2 separate regions of the Oryctolagus cuniculus genome follow, and region 2 is linked to region 1. The links are chromatin contacts, called in public Hi-C maps. All regions are on one chromosome and are shown on one strand. Each heading gives the region's core, a stretch centred on a gene start, on an enhancer-like site or on the middle of the called end of the contact. The rest is flanking DNA. Distances are from core to core; before and after follow the strand shown. Region 1 overlaps DNAJC5B (DnaJ heat shock protein family (Hsp40) member C5 beta). Region 2 holds the start of RRS1 (ribosome biogenesis regulator 1 homolog).

Region 1 (3,547 bases), core at 910-3,409:
GTGGTGGTAACTGGACTGACTTGATGATGTGTGAAAGTACTCCAAAAATTTCATGAAAAGTGGAATTAAAAAATAACTGTTTTATTTTGGTGCAAAACCTTTTCTTCTTCTTTTTTTAAGACTTACTTATTTATTGGAAAGACAGAGTTGCAGAGAGGCAGAGGCAGAAAGAGAGAGTTCTTCCATCTGCTGATTCACTCCCCCAAATGGCTGCCATGGCTGGAGCTGGGCTGATCTGATGGCAGGAGCCAGGAGCTTCTTTCTGGTCTCCCACGCAGGTGCAAGGGACCCAATGACTTGGGCCATCTTGTACTGCTTTCCCAGGCCATAGCAGAGAGCTGGATGGGAAGTGGAGCAGCCAGACTTGAACCGGTGTCCATATGGGATGCCGACACTGCAGGCGGTGGCTTTACCTGCTACACCATAGTGCCAGCCCCAAGGCCTGTGTATCTTATCTTAACTCTAAACAAGTCCCCCTTTAAACAGCACAGCACCCAGCCCAGGTAACACACACATTTGGAAATGAAGGAAATGCTGAAGATCTCCTCTTGCAGTTAATAAATGCATTTGAGTGCTTTCACCAGTCATAGCTGTTATCTGGGACCAGATGGCCATTTTATAAAAGAGGTAACTGGTTAGATGTGGTCTTGTGACTTCTCCCAAGTGTGAACATTAGTAATGAGGGAACAAAAGCTGGAACTGGGATCCAAGTGCTTTGCCACTAAATTATGTTCTCTTTTATCTTTGCTAAGTAAAAAAGACTGAATTGAGCAAGAGAATTTAAGTGACAAAGGGAATCCCTCTTTGTTGTTGCACACAGCCAGACAGCCCCCAAAACTGTCACCACCCTGGGAAACCCCCAAAATTATCACTGGCTACTGGTCACTGGAAAGTCCCCAAAATGGTGGCTGAGAAGTAAGGTGGTCCTCTCTGTGCCTTCGGGGCTCCACCCCTCAACAGATCATGGCCTTGCATGAATTCCTAGTGTCCACAGTAGACCATCTCAGTGTCAGGATCTAGCTTGCTCATCAAGATAATAGCAATGACCTCGTACTCTCTTGTCTACACATAGATTCTCCTCCCATTTTGTCAGGATTTTCTCTTTCATATGAACAGCCAAGGCATCAACCTGTTAGTACAGATTTTGATCTGCAAGGCTGCCTTCTATCCCATAGTGTAAGTAGCACTTGGCTGTTTACCACAGGCCATTGCTGCCTTTCCCAGGAGGGTGACAGGGGAAGGCGCATTTCTGAATAAGCTTTATAACGTAGCACAGATTCATCTGCAGTTTTACACGTACATCCTGGGGTCTAGACGGGCAGGATCAGATGGGCTCTGATCCTGGTGGTGTCTACCCTGGTTCCTCCACCTCCAGTCAGGGGGTGCTCCTTTGTAGCTCTCCTCACAGCCGTGACACCCCCTCACCAGAACCCCTTTGCCTCCCACACTTCCTCAACAGCTCCACTCCTACTCCTTCCAGTATCTTCTGTACACCTTACAAAGCTTTCTGTTTGGCTCAGGAAACCATGAATACCCACACATCAGGTGAGAAACTACCAGAAGTTACCGGCAGGAGCTGTTCCAAGACCAGACACACAGATGGTCCGCAGGCCCCTGTTACTGCAATCCCACTGAGGTGGGGCCCCACTAGTAGGATGTCTGCAGTGCCTCAAACCTCACAGTCCCCTACCTACACCTTTGAGTCCTTGCATTCTCTGAGGACCAGGCCTGTCCTCCAGGTGCTAAGTGGAACAACCTCATAGAATCAGCTTCAAAGGACAGGCCCGGGAAGGGACAAGCTGGCTCCCTGATCAAGTCACTTCCTCCCTGGACCACAGTCCAGAGCCCTCAGAAATGACCAGCCCTGGACAACCTCAGGAAGAGGTGGGAGAGTGAGTGACAGTGCTTCCCCACAGGCCTCCCCACCGCAGGCTCCAGGGTGCGGACGCCTTTTGAATGGTCCCCAAGGCCTTCTTTGTAACCTTCTTGGAAGCCTGAGAAAAATATTCAAATTCTGCATTTGTTTTTAAATTTTAAATGTTATTGCTTCCCGGGATTTCAGACCTAAAACCTAGCGGGCCAGCTATTCAATATGAGTGTGTCGCCCTCTGGTGCTCAGACAGAGAGGAACCGTAAACAAGAGTTGTTTCCACTTCAAAATATTCCTCACCCCAAATCACCCTTGGTTCTCCTTCCCCACTCCACCCCCTCCCTCGGCCACCTGAGAGTAGGAGAACCGCTGAGCAAAACACTCACGGAAACAGCAGGGTGGGGCCGACGATGGCCGGAGACCGTGGCACCGCCCTGCTGCTGCATTCTTCTGAAACTGGGCTTTTGCCATGGGGTCAAAGAGCTACTCAGTCAGGGGATTTCAACTACAGCCTTTCAAAATTCTGTTTTTGATTGGTATACAACGCACTGGACATGCATCAAAAATCACACCATAGCATATAAATGCATACAATTACTATAGGCCAACTAAAAATATGTTTAAAAAATTTTTAAGAAGACATAAAAGAGATTTCCAGAATCTGTTCTGAAGCTTTTTCTGAAGTGGGAAACTATGAACCTCTGGGATCTCATTCCATCCCCTCATCAGCTGGGTCAACACAGAAGACCCCTGAGAGATGCGGGTAGCAAATGGGAGCAAAGCACCAGGAAGCATAAATGCTCGCAGGTGCTGCTGGGGGCTCGCCAAGGCTAAGAGCCGTTCCCTCATGGGATATGAGAAAATTCTCTGAATGCTGGGTCTCAGCCAGGTCTTCCTTGGCCCCTTCAATGGGGTAAGTGTCTTATTTAACTGAAGACACAGTTTCTAGATTGAAATGACTCTCCTTGCACATGCACAGCCCAGTTGCTCAGATCCATGGAGGCATCTGAGATTACAACCTCAGATTACTGCCTGGAGGAGGCAACAGATGTGCACAAAGAAATGTAACCCACTTACTTGGAAGCCCACAGAAGGCTCAGGGGATGGTACAGAAAGTACTGAAGGAATGGGAATGGAGAAGGTCCTGGGAGACAGGGCACAGCAAGCAAGGACAGATAAAAGCCAGCTTCTTTGGTTTATCCTGTTGAAAACTTCCAGTTGCCTCCTGCCCAAACTTGAGGGTCTGACAGGGCATGGGATTGGCTTCAAAAAATAAAAGTGCTTTCTCTTTCAGGTGTGGAGGACAGAAGTCTGAAATCAAGGCCTCGTGGGGATTGTTCCTACCTGCAGTTCCAAGGGAATTTTTTCCATGCCTTCCTTGGCCACTGGCATTGCCCACTCATCATCTGCCTCCAAGGTCACAGGCTTCTCCCCTGTGCCAGTGTCTTCACACGGGGTTCTTCTCTGTGTGTATCTGGCTCTGTGTCTCTCTCTTAGGAGGCCACTGGTCATATTGGATCAAGGGCTCACTCTACTCCAGTATGGCCTCATGGTAACACACATCTTAATTATATTTGCAAAGACCCTGCTTCTAAACAAGGCCACATTCATAGGTGCCAAAATACAGTGCTTCTAGGGACACAACTCAACCCACAGGAACAAGGTTATAAAGTTGCG
Region 2 (3,063 bases), core at 279-2,778, 360 kb before region 1:
AAAGTTAAAAAGATGACTCTGTCAGAACTCATTCCCAGTTTTCATCAACACATTGTTTCCCTAATTCTTAACGTCCTCTGGCACATCCTTAATCTCCAGCCAATCTCAGGTGTGGGGAAAACATCAACCCGGTAGAACTGACAACTTACAGGCTCTCGAGGGGAGGGCAATCCCGTCCCGTCAGCCTCAAGCTCTCGGAAGGCAGCAGCCGCCTCCCCCGCCCCCGCCTATGGTCCCTGGATGTTAACATTTGGCACGTGCAGGTCTTGGTTTACAGTTCGGGTCCCAGGGTGAAACTGCTACTTCCGCCTCTTTCCTCCTGGGCGCTGTCCCCCTCCTCCCCCTCCTCGCCTCTTGCCGCCCAAGCCCGGCGGCCCGGAATTCATCTTGCTTCCCGAGCCCCCTTTCCGCTTCCCCCCGTGGCTGCGCGGGCCCCCTTTCCGCTGGCCCCCAGACCCCTGCCGGCCTCCCTTTCTCTTGCCCTTCTGGCTCATCTTCCTCTTCTTGGCGGCCTCCTCTTGGTCCTCCTCCCTCATCTGCTTATTGGTGGCCTTGGTCACATCCAGCTTGGGCTTCTTGCTGTTCATGACCCGAAGCAGCTCCAGCTGGTTCTTTTTCTCAGCCGAAAAGTCCCCGAAAAGGGGTTGGAACTTCCTCTTCTTGCCGGAGCCCCGGGGCGCCTTCTCTTTAGGAAGGCGCTCTTGGAAGCGCCCCAGAGAAGCGGTGGAGACCTTGGCTATTTGCATGGCGCGGCCCAGCTCCTCCTTACTCTGGTGTCCCGTAGGGTGCAGGCCGGCCGTGCTGGGCAGCTGGGTCTTGTGCGCGCGGGCCAAGTTACGCAGCCGATTCAGCTCGTTCTTGGCCACCCGTTCCTTCTTGGCCTGAATGCGCTTTGCAAACTGGTCCTCCATTGGGTCGGCGCCGCCGGGCACCTCGATCAGCCATTCTTTGGTGTCGTCCCGGGCGCGCTGATAGCCCCAGCGGCGCCGCCACTGCCCGCTCACCTCATCCCAAACCAGGTTGGTCTTCTTCTTGGGACGGATGCCCTTGAGGCGCGCGAACTGCTGCCATCGCGTAAGCGGCCGCGGCCGGGGCACCGGCTTCTCCCGCGGCAGGCGGGTGGTGGGCTCGGGCAGCCGCGCCACCAGCGCCTCTTCCACGCGTTCCGTCGGCAGCTGCCACAGCTGGTTAATGAGCAGCTGCGTGTTGTCCCGCGCCAGGGCCCGCAGCTCGGCCTCCGGAGCGGGTCCCGCCCGCCGCAGTCCCGTTGGGGGGTTCCGGTCGGAAGCCAGTAGATTGCCCAGGTCAAACTCCAGCTCCAGCTCCTTGTGCACCGTGATGCGCTGCAGCTTTTCTGCCTCGTCCTTCTCCGCCTTTGCCAGCAGCTCCTCCACGCTGTGGCCCTCCATGGCTCCGGCTCGGCTTAGTCACTTTGGGGGCCACAGTTGAAGCGACTTCTCTCACGACTGCCGACCCACAAACCGGCACAGCAACCACGTGTGTCCGCCCGGACGCTCAACCCGGAAGAGAAAGGTTCACTTCCGGAGCACCCGGAACCGGCTCCATTCCCACGACGGACAACGGGCCAGCAGAGGGCGGTGTTGGAGAGCTGATGGAATTAGAGGCGGCCCCTTTTTGCTCGTGTCTGGATGCAGGTAAACTGGCGCTAGGAGCCTGTACTACAAATTCTGGAGCCTGAATGGGACTGCATCTCCCAGGATGCAGCGAGGCAGAGGGGTGGTCAGAGAGGCGGTCCGGGATGGGGCGCGGGCTCGTGCAAATGTGTATGGGGGGCAGATGATGTGGGTTCTGGAACAACTAGGTGTTAACGATTTTAGTGTAAATCTGTTGTAAAGATATTTAACTAATCATGCTTCTAGGGGGTCAAATTGTTTCACCAGAGTCATAATCCGCTCTCAGGGTTCTGGGTGTGGACTGAAAAAGACATATCCCACAGATTTACATAAAGCTAAGAAGATTGGTTATCTTTTGTATTAAGCAGAGCGGGCAAACTGTCCTGAGTGGGCGCAGGTGCGCGCCGACCCCAGAGCGCTCCCGCAGAGCCCCGCGTTTCTTTCCTCTCCTGGAGAAAGATGGCCGGGCTCTGCAGTTACACTGCCTGGCTTCCAGTTCTGGTTGTGACACTGAGCTTTGACTGTTTGACTTGCTTGGGCCTATGTTAAAGCCTGTAAGATGGGGTTCTGATGCTGGGGCTGTTATAAATATGAAGGGGTTAGTGTGCCTCAGAGGAGGCTTAGATCAGGGCTTGGAACGCCAACAAAAGTTAAGTACAGATTATTACTTAATCTTCATAATGGCCCTGGGAGCTATCTGAAGAGGTATTGCTATACTCTAGGTGGTGTGAGTCAAACTGCCTATAATCAGATCTCAGTTTGTCATGTACTATGCCTACAAATATGCCTATGGACAAATTTTCTAACCTAAGTCTTATTCATAAGTTTGTAAATATGAAACAGTTCGTGGTGCATAATAAGAACACAATACATATTAGCTATTATTGTTATTAGCTGTGTATTCGGCATGTTGTTTGTGCTGAAAAAGGAAGGCTCAGGGACTTCAGAAAAATTATTTCTCTAAGGTTATACAACTAGGATATATGGGAACAGGAGGCATCTTAACTCTGCCCTTAAAACTACATGCAGTATGTATTCTCTGAAATGTCCTTCAAGCTCCTGATAATCAAAAAGTGTGGCCAGCTGACCAGCTGCACAACATCACTTGGGAGCTTGTCAGAAATATGGAGTGAACAGGTCTCACCCCAGAAGTAATTTATCAGAACCTACATTTCGATAAGATCGGCAGGTGGTTAGTATTCATTTGTACATTGAAGTTTGGGAGTCACTGTTGATCGTATGGTTTACAGGGGTGGGGGGAGAGAGCTTCTTTTCCCTGGGTTCTAGAGTTACTGAGGAGGGGGTTGGGCTGCAGAAACAACCAGTAGAAATGAACCTGGTAGCACTGAGGAAACACTCAGTTGAGTTTTAGCATTGTGCTTGATTTGTCTTTCTCTTATCTCAAATTATTTTAAGATTTATTGTTTTT

What was found. Hi-C and Micro-C count contacts between places; a contact is called where the count stands out from the background.
Region 2: a contact with region 1 is called in a Hi-C map of embryonic fibroblasts, with 3 times the contacts expected there. The contact joins the promoter of RRS1 here to the enhancer-like site in region 1. A contact is called at or near these places in 2 of 6 Hi-C or Micro-C datasets (ear pinna and embryonic fibroblasts).

Annotation. Positions count from the first base shown.
Region 1 is chr6:91,731,838-91,735,384 of mOryCun1.1, reverse strand. The region is part of intron 1 of DNAJC5B (DnaJ heat shock protein family (Hsp40) member C5 beta); the gene reads right to left. Among named protein-coding and RNA genes, the nearest start is that of DNAJC5B, 14 kb to the right of the region's middle. Within about 2 kb of position 2,159, at least 2 of the 8 cell types and tissues checked have an H3K27ac peak or open chromatin away from gene starts, as enhancers often do.
Region 2 is chr6:92,090,063-92,093,125 of mOryCun1.1, reverse strand. RRS1 (ribosome biogenesis regulator 1 homolog) reads right to left here and starts at 1,528. Exons shown (of 1, transcript XM_002710447.5): 1 at 1-1,528. The coding sequence starts at 1,409. The coding sequence ends at 300. All of the region lies in intron 2 of LOC103348037 (a long non-coding RNA gene), which reads left to right.